Regions from separate parts of the Ovis aries genome. Here region 1 is linked to region 2. The links are chromatin contacts, called in public Hi-C maps. All regions are on one chromosome and are shown on one strand. The core of a region is the stretch at or near the end of the contact, and the rest is flanking DNA. Distances in the headings are between cores, read along the strand shown. Region 1 has its middle 81 kb from the start of TRNAS-GGA. Region 2 has its middle 18 kb from the start of MREG.

Region 1 (4,063 bases), core at 1,211-3,710, 180 kb after region 2:
GAAAAATGCATTGGTTAGCTCAGGGTTTGAGAAAAGTTAAGTTCAGGTGGAGCCAGATGTCATTATGGCAACACAGAGTTTTCAGAGAAACCTCTTTTCAAATTTGTATAGAGGAGGGGAAAAATGTAACATCAGTTTGTTTCTTCCTGCTGTTTAAGAGAGATTAAAAAAATGTCTGAAACTTGCAGCCTATTTCCTCTGTTTGGAGACCCTTGGCCTTCCTGCCTGTGACCCTCTCAGCCTTGATCCTCTAATACCATCAGGCCTAGATGCCTTTTATGGGCTATGATGATCAGTTGAGATGAAACCTAATAGAGGTTTAATCACCACTCATATGTTGCAGTACACCCACCGGCACAGGGACGCAGGACCGTGCACGGCCAACAGGACTCAGGAAGGTTCAGGGCTAAAGGCTACTGTGTGTGCGTGTGTGTGTGTGTGTGTGTGTGATAGAAGAAGGGCAAAGGTCATCCCTTGACTTTACATGCACAATATACAGGTGCACACAGACTTAAAGCCTCCGACACGTACATACATGGACACTCACTCATTACACATTCAAGGCTAGTCCTATGCCCAGTATGCACGCAGACACGTACACATTTCCTTTCTGGGTCACTGTGTTCATTTCCGTGGGCAGCATTTCCTAAAGAACAAGTCATAATGGGTCAGGAGCCTACTTTAAATTGGAGGTAGTTACTTTACGATATTGTAGTGGTTTTTGCCATACATTGACATGAATCATCCATTTGTGTACATGTGTCCCCCACTCCTCTCACCTTCCTCCCCATTCCATCCCTGAGGGCACCGGCCCTGAGCAGCCTGTCTCATGCATCAAGCATGGACTGGCGATCTATTTCACATATGGTAATATACATGTTTCAATGCCAGTCTCTCAAATCATCCCACCCTCGCCTTCTCCCACAGAGTCCAAAGGACTTCATCTTAATAATCACATCAGTGATCCTGTTTCCAAATGAGGTCACATTCCGGGGGTGAGGACTCAACACGGCTTCCGTAGGGACATGGTTCAGCCCGTCACAGCCACTGAGACTGTTGACTGCATCTGCAGGGAATAAATGTGTGGCGTTAGGAGAGAGAGAGTGGTGTGGTACACAGAGGAGGGGCGTTGAGTTGGACGCACACAGGTGTGAGCAGGCTTCTGGAGAACGTGTTTTGTATCTGTTGGCTACCTAGAACAGTGCCTGAAATACAGAAGGGAGGCAATGATTTTAGTCCCCTTCTTTCTATAAATATAAAGAAGTGTGTGTGCGGTATGTCCAGTTGATGAGGATAACATTTGCCCACCTTGTGTGAGTGGGAAGGATCAGATTGCCAACCTGTAAAGAAAGTCCGTGTGTCTGTATTTATTGAGAATATGAATGTGAAACAGACCGCAAAGTGTTCTCTGAGTGTTAGCTGTTGTTATTGATAAGTATGTGTCTTTGTATCCTTTTATTCATGAAATTTCATATGTTCCAAGGACGGAGACCAGGTGGTCAGTGTCCCACATGGCCCAAGCATATGGCCCTACCACATGCCCTTATGGACATAGGTCGAACACGCAGCTCTTACCCAACTCCAAGGCTGGCAAGAAGAAGCGTTTCTCTCTTTTAAAAACTTTTTTCAATTGAAGGATAATTGTTTGACAGTTTTGTGTTGGTTTCTGCCATACATCAACATGAATCAGCCATAGGTATATATATATGTCCCCTCCCTCTTGAACCTCCTTCCCCACTCCCAACCCATTCCACCCCTCTAGGTTGTCACAGAACATCAATTTGAACTCTGTGAGTCATACAGCAAGTTCCCACTGGCTATCTATTTAACACATGGTAGTGTCTATGTTTCTATGGGGGTGCCTCTCTTGATATTCCAGCTATCCCAGAAGCAGGTCCCACTCTCCACCCATTCCCTGACCTGTGTCCTGGGTTCCTTGTCTACAAAATTCAATTTAGTAAGCGTACATTGAGCATCTGCTGTTTCCAAAACACAGCTGGGCGCTCCAGAAGGTTAGAATAGGAGAACACATTGCTGGTCCTCCAGATGGTCACAGATACCCAAACCCACAGGGTGAGAAAGATGAGCCCCAGACACTGAAGGAGCAATGGAGTTCAGGCTTGGTAGCTGGGGGCACTTTCTAGAGTTGGTGGCATTGAAGACAGACCATAAATGGAACAAGAATCTAATGAGAGAAAGGCAGGCTGCTCAAATAGAGAACACAGCCAAGTTCAGACCAGACCTAGGAAAGGGTAAGTGGTTGGTTTGGCTGGAGGATGAGGTGCATGATGGAAAACGGCGAGCAGTCAGACTGCAAAGATAGGTCAGGCAGCTGTCATGAGAAGAAACGTGTTTTTGAAAAGAAAAATGCAATCAGATGGGCCCTTCAAGGTTATTCTGGCAGAGAGGACGGAGAAGATGCAGCGTCAGCAGTCTGCAGGCTGCTGGAGTGGCCTCGGAGCAAGGATGAGAGTCCAAACCAGGGCAGCCCCCGGGGAAGTGGAGAGGAGGATGGCCGAGAGCATGACCTGGCTGACAGCCATTCAGCAGCGGGAATCCAGCTCCCCGCCCCCGGGGAGCCTGAAATTCCTGGAAAACCGGAGCCCGCTGTCAAGGGCATGTGTCTGTCTGCCCTCTTCAGCCCACTTGTCAGGCTGAGTTAGCTTGTTCTCCCCTCTCCTCCTCTTCAGAGCACGCCACCCGGCTGCTCACTCTCCCACCTTGACACAGCTGGACACAACTGTCCATCTCCCTCTGGCCTTAGCCACATCCCTCTCTGACCTTCCCTTCTTTGCAGGAAAGTACTTCTGACCTGGTACCTCTTGTTTATGCAGCCTCCTGCAAAGCTCTTTTCTGTGTGGTTTGCCTGTGTCCCCAAGGAGCAGGAAACCCTGGGGAGCAGAATAACCACAGGCTGCAGGTGTGCCGGCCCCTCTTGGTGCCCCTGCACCTCTGTCCTGTCGGGCTCGGGGCTCCTGTCCCTGGAGACCCACCCTTTGAGAGAAGTGGGTTAAGAATCACAGGCGCTGCTTCTTGGGAGGCTTCAGGAAGGACTGCCTACCCCGGCTCCTGATGCAGGGCTTCCTGAACTTGGCTCTACATTAGAATCCACCCGTCATTGCTGTTCAGTCACTCAGTCATGTCTGACTCTTTGCGACCCCATGAACTACAGCACTTCAAGCTTTCCTGTCCTTCACCATCTCCCTGAGTTTGCTCAAGCTCATGTCCATTGAGTCGGTGATGCCATCCAAGCGTCTCATCCTCTGTTGCCCCCTCCTCCCCCTGCCCTCAATATTTCCCAGCATCAGCTTCTTTTCCAATGAGTCAGCTCTTCGCATCAGGTGGCCAAAGTATTGAAACTTCAGCTTTGGCATCAGTCCTTCTAAGGAATATTCTGGGTTGATTTCCTTTAGGATTGACTGGCTTGATCTCCTTGATGTCCAAGGGAGTCTCAAGAGTCTTCTCCAGCCCTACAAGTCAAAAGCATCAGTTCTCTTTGGTGCTCATCTTTCTTTACAGTCCAACTCTCAATCCATACATGACTACTGGAAAAACTATAGCTTTGACTAGACAGATCTTTTCTGGCACCTGAAGAGCTTTAAAGACTCCTGCTGCCTCCTGCTGCCCACCCTGGGTCCCAGGCCCTGCCCATGGAATCAACACAGGCGCTAGGCATCGCTAGTGATTAAAGATCCCTTGATGATTTCATGTGTGGCCAAGTTTGAGCGCCATCTCCTGGTGTCTTTCTCCCCCTCTTTAGCTCTCAGCATGAGCCAGGATCACCAGCAGAAAGGCTCTCTAGTCACTCCTTCCCATGTGACTTGGAGGCACTTGATATCTGAGCATCTCAGAACTTCCAGGAACCAAGCGGGAATTCTTTGTCTCCTTCCCTTCTGATCGTTCCCGTTTCTCTTTTCTCCTACCAAGTCAGATCCTAGTCAGTGAGCAAGAGTTTCCTCCCACTGCACAGAATGAAACAATAAATACCCCCAAAGAAGCACAGGCAAGAAGGTTCAGGTCTCATCCCCACCTCGTTCATTTTCTGACTTCTTTAGGGTCATGT
Region 2 (4,344 bases), core at 1,775-4,274:
GGGTTGTTAAGTGTGTCAGTACGTGTACTCCTTTTTGTTTTAATGGATCACAGTTTGTTTATCCATTCCTCCATTGGATAATATCTGGGTTATTTCCTGGTTTTGTGTATTACAAATAAAACTGCTATTAACAATAATAATAAAAAAAGAACGGTCTTCATTTGGTGAAAGGTGTTAATAGGTCGTTGGGCTGTGTAAAGATTCCCTCTGATAAATGGTGTAGAAAAGAGGGGGAAGAGAACTACATTGTTCTACATAGAGATGGAGGCTGAGTGTGAGTGTGAGGAGCAGGGGTGGGGACAAGCTGGAACACACAGGATGGAGCAGGAAGGAGAGAGGCCAGTACCAGAAGACCATCGGCAGGGAGTTGTATCTGAAGGGAGGTGGTCTTCTGCCCCTCCATCACAGAATAGCACCATATGCCAGTATTTGGACAAGGAAAGAGTGAAACTCAGCAAGGTGATAGATGCTTAATGCTCTGCTTGGCTGGAGTTGAGGCTCTTTTCAGTATAAGCCATGAGGGCCCTTTCCTACGACTGTAAAGACTGCTACTTAAGTCTGTAAACTCCATTCTCCCTTCCCTCGCTGAACTCCACATCAGCTCTGCCTGAACTCTTTGCAATCTAGAAAGGTGTTTGCCACTTCAGGCAGGGTGTTTACATAGAGCCACCCTCCATGTACATCTTTCCTGTACACCCTATAAGGATAAGTTGCCCTGGTTTTTTTGTTTGTTTTTGTCTATAGGCTATTTTAATCATAAGGACTCCTCAGTTAAAGGCAGACCCATCCTTGCCCAGGTCATATTAAACACTGATGGTTTTCTGCCTCTAGAAAATGTATTATAAAAATGAGAAACTGGTATAACAATTTAACCCCAAATTTGAGTATATCCCCTCTCTGATTCCTAGCACCACTGAGATCCTTGACAAGGCTAAAGAACCCTTGAACATGCACATATTGGCCAGATGGGAGAATGATTTCTGTGGGAAATCAGTTCAGTCGCTTAGTCGTGTCCGATGCTTTGTGATCCCATGGACTGTAGTACGCCAGGCCTCCCTGTCCATCACTAACTCCCAGAGCTTGCTCAAACTCATGTCCACTGAACCGGAGATGTCATCCAACCATCTCATCCTCTGTCATCCGCTTCTCCTCCTGCCTTCAGTCTTTCCCAGCATCAGGGTCTTTTCCAATGAGTCAGTTCTTCGCATCAGGTGGCCAAAGTATTGGAGTTTCAGCTTCAGCATCAGTCCTTCCAATGAATATTCAGGACTGATTTCCTTTAGGATGGATAGGTTGGATCTCCTTGCTGTCCAAGGGACTCTCAAGAGTCTTCTCCAACACCACAGTTCAAAAGCATCAATTCTTTGGCACTCAGTTTTCTTTATAGTCCAACTCAAATAAGACTTAACAAATAAAAAAAAACCAAAACCCTTAATTGCTCCCCATCAAATATCCAGAAGAGATGTTGCTTTAAAGACCGTGAAAGGAAAAATTATTTTAATTTGGAGAGATGATCTCTGGTACAATAGCAAGTCTCCAGTAGGAAAAAGCTAAGCTTCTCAGCTTAGAGAAGGTGCCTAACTTCATTTCCTGGAATGCCTCGTGGAACCATGCAAAATTTGGGACTATACACTGGGTTTCCAGGGAAGCAGACTCTGAGATGGAGTGAGTTTACAGAAGATTAGCAGGAATCACTCAGGGCTTATAGGAGGCATAATGGAAAGAACAGGGCTTCCTAGATAGCTCAGTGGTTAAGAATCTACCTGCCAATGCAGGAGATATGGGTTCCCTGGGTCGGGAAGATCCCCTGGAGAAGGAAATGGCAACCCACTCCAGTATTCTTGCCTGGAAAATCCCACGGACAGAGGAACCTGGCAGGGTTCAGTCCTTGGGATTGCAAAGAATCAGACACGACTTAGGGACTAAACAACAAACAATGGAGAGCACATGTCTTTCAGGAGGTCTAGCTGGGAGTACTCAGAGCTTTAGGAGGCTTAGTGAGGAGCACTCATGGAATGCTATGGGAGGGAAGGGAAGAAAAGGGAGCAGCGCTGGGTCTCAGCCAGCTCTATGGGGACTTCACAGCTGAGCTGTTCTGTGTTGGTACAAGAGGGCTTAGCCTTTCTACCTCCATGATATCAACCTCTGGATGAGGGCCACCTGGAAAGGGAACATGACCTTTGGCTAGGGCAGCTCTCCAGCTGAGATCGGCCAGCAGGGGGCTGGTAGCTGCTGAGGGCTGACTGCTGGCCCTTCTGGTAGTCGCCCCAGTAACTCCTTTCTTCTTGAAGAAGATCTGGGTGGCACGTCATAGCATCCATTGCCTGGTAACCCTGAGACCTAAATCTATACCCCTGGTCATTCCATGAGCTCAGAATTTCCTTCCTCTGAAAAGGCCAGGAATTCTTGTATCAGACTACTTCAGAGTGAGATAGGCTGATCTTTATTTTCTTCGTCCTTTTATCATAGTAAAACATATTAAGTTCTCTAGGCATTATCACAAAATCCTTTTGCTCTTAAGAAGAACATTCTATAAATAAGGTTAAGAGAGTCCTGTCCAACAGTGGAGGCAATCTCACCTACATAAATTGATTTAAAATGCATGCTACAATTTGGATGAACCTCAAAAGCATTATGGTACATGAAAAAAGCTAGACACCAAGAATCACATATTGTACAATTCCATGTACATGACATATTCCAGAGTGGGTAAATCCATAGGGACAGAACTCTGCCTGATTGTTGCCAGGGCTGCAGAGTGGGGAAATGCAGAGCAACTGCCTTATGGAGTTTCCCTTCGGGAATATTTTGGGACTAGATAGAGGTGGTGGTTACGAAACACTGTGAACATACTAAATGCCACTGAATCGTTCATTTTAAAATTAATTTTATGTCAATTTCACCTCCATTTTTTAAAATAAAAATGAGTTTTTAAAAAACCTCTTCTTTGGAAGCAGTGTGTTATATTAAAACTAACCCTCTACTGCAGGAGCCTTCACTTTCGAGTAACTTGTTTAGTTGCCAAGTCATGTCCGACTCTGCGATCTCATGGACTGTAGCCGGCCAGGCTCCTCTGTCCTTGAGATTTCCCAGGCAAGAATACTGGAACAGGTTGACATTTTCTTCTCCAGGGGATCTTCCAGACCCAGGGATCAAACCCTGAATCTCCTGCACTGACAAGCAGATTCTTTACCACTGAGCCACCAGGGAAGCCCCTTCTCAGTAACTAGGTATTATCAAAATATTGTTACTCTGTCCTCAAAGCAAATTTAGATTACACAAGGCAAGTCAGCTACTACTATTTGTTTCTAAAATAAAGCATCTAGTCAAGCAGACACTGAATGAATCAAAATTATGTATAACTATAAGCAACTCATTTAAATGTAATGAGTAATTTCTATTTACAACTAAAGGGTATCTTCCTTCGAAAGGAGTTTGAAATATTGTGATTCACACAGCCTTAAAAATTTGTTGAAATAAAAAATAATGTTCAGAGATTTTAGAATCTCCAGAATGATTTGGAAAGGCACACTGCAAACGAACAATTTTTTAAAATACTTGATGAAAGTCATTCATCTTTTATTGGTAAAACATGAATAACTACATCTGATTGTTTTCCTTTAATGTGTTTGGTATTTGGAAAACAAGAAATAGCAAAAGTTCATGTTCTAGACAAGTGAGAGTCAAATCAACTATCCCGTCTCCCATCCTCTCTGAAAAAAGAACCACTTATAAATTTCATTGTTTTTTTAAAGCATTCCAAATTTGAAGATTTTGTATAAAATGCTTTCTAAATTTCAAAACACATTTAAAATGTACTATATAAGGAAATTTAAAATGTTAATGTTTACCTGAATTTTCAAGAATGCAATGATCTTTATTTTTTCTTCAGTACAACTTCTTCAATCTAAAAATTTAAAATTTGAAGCATGGCATTTTGAATTCCATACAAGAATTTATATCTTTCACTAAAACTAGCTAAAATTTCATGTAAATATAAAACATGTGCTTTAGATTGAAATAAACTACATTTGAAGTGTGTTTTTTGTAAACCAAAGATGCCTTTTATGAATTGACTCCAAAAACTTAGACAATCCAAAAATATATACAAATCAACAGCAAAATTTCTATTTGATCTTTCTAGGCAGGATTTAAATGTCATATTTTGATGTTTTCCCAGTTATTGTGTATTAATTTAATTCTACTTGATCTTGCTATATTCTGGATATTTTCTCAAACAAACTTGAAGTTTGAACATTTGTATTTGTATACCATCAATGTAATACATATTTGAATTTACTTTTGAACTGTGATGTTGGAGAAGACTCTTGAGAGTCCCTTGGG

Evidence for each region. A called contact is a pair of places that touch in the nucleus more often than the background predicts.
Region 1: a Hi-C map of liver shows a contact between it and region 2, with 3 times the contacts expected there. The contact joins two enhancer-like sites. A contact is called at or near these places in 5 of 16 Hi-C or Micro-C datasets (hypothalamus, liver, omental adipose tissue and 2 more).

What each region holds. Positions count from the first base shown.
Region 1 is chr2:218,234,086-218,238,148 of ARS-UI_Ramb_v3.0, forward strand. No RefSeq gene overlaps it. Among named protein-coding and RNA genes, the nearest start is that of TRNAS-GGA, 81 kb to the right of the region's middle. Within about 2 kb of position 2,461, at least 3 of the 54 cell types and tissues checked have an H3K27ac peak or open chromatin away from gene starts, as enhancers often do. A contact at or near this core is called in liver, where this site is marked.
Region 2 is chr2:218,053,122-218,057,465 of ARS-UI_Ramb_v3.0, forward strand. No RefSeq gene overlaps it. Among named protein-coding and RNA genes, the nearest start is that of MREG, 18 kb to the left of the region's middle. Within about 2 kb of position 3,025, at least 2 of the 54 cell types and tissues checked have an H3K27ac peak or open chromatin away from gene starts, as enhancers often do. A contact at or near this core is called in liver, where this site is marked.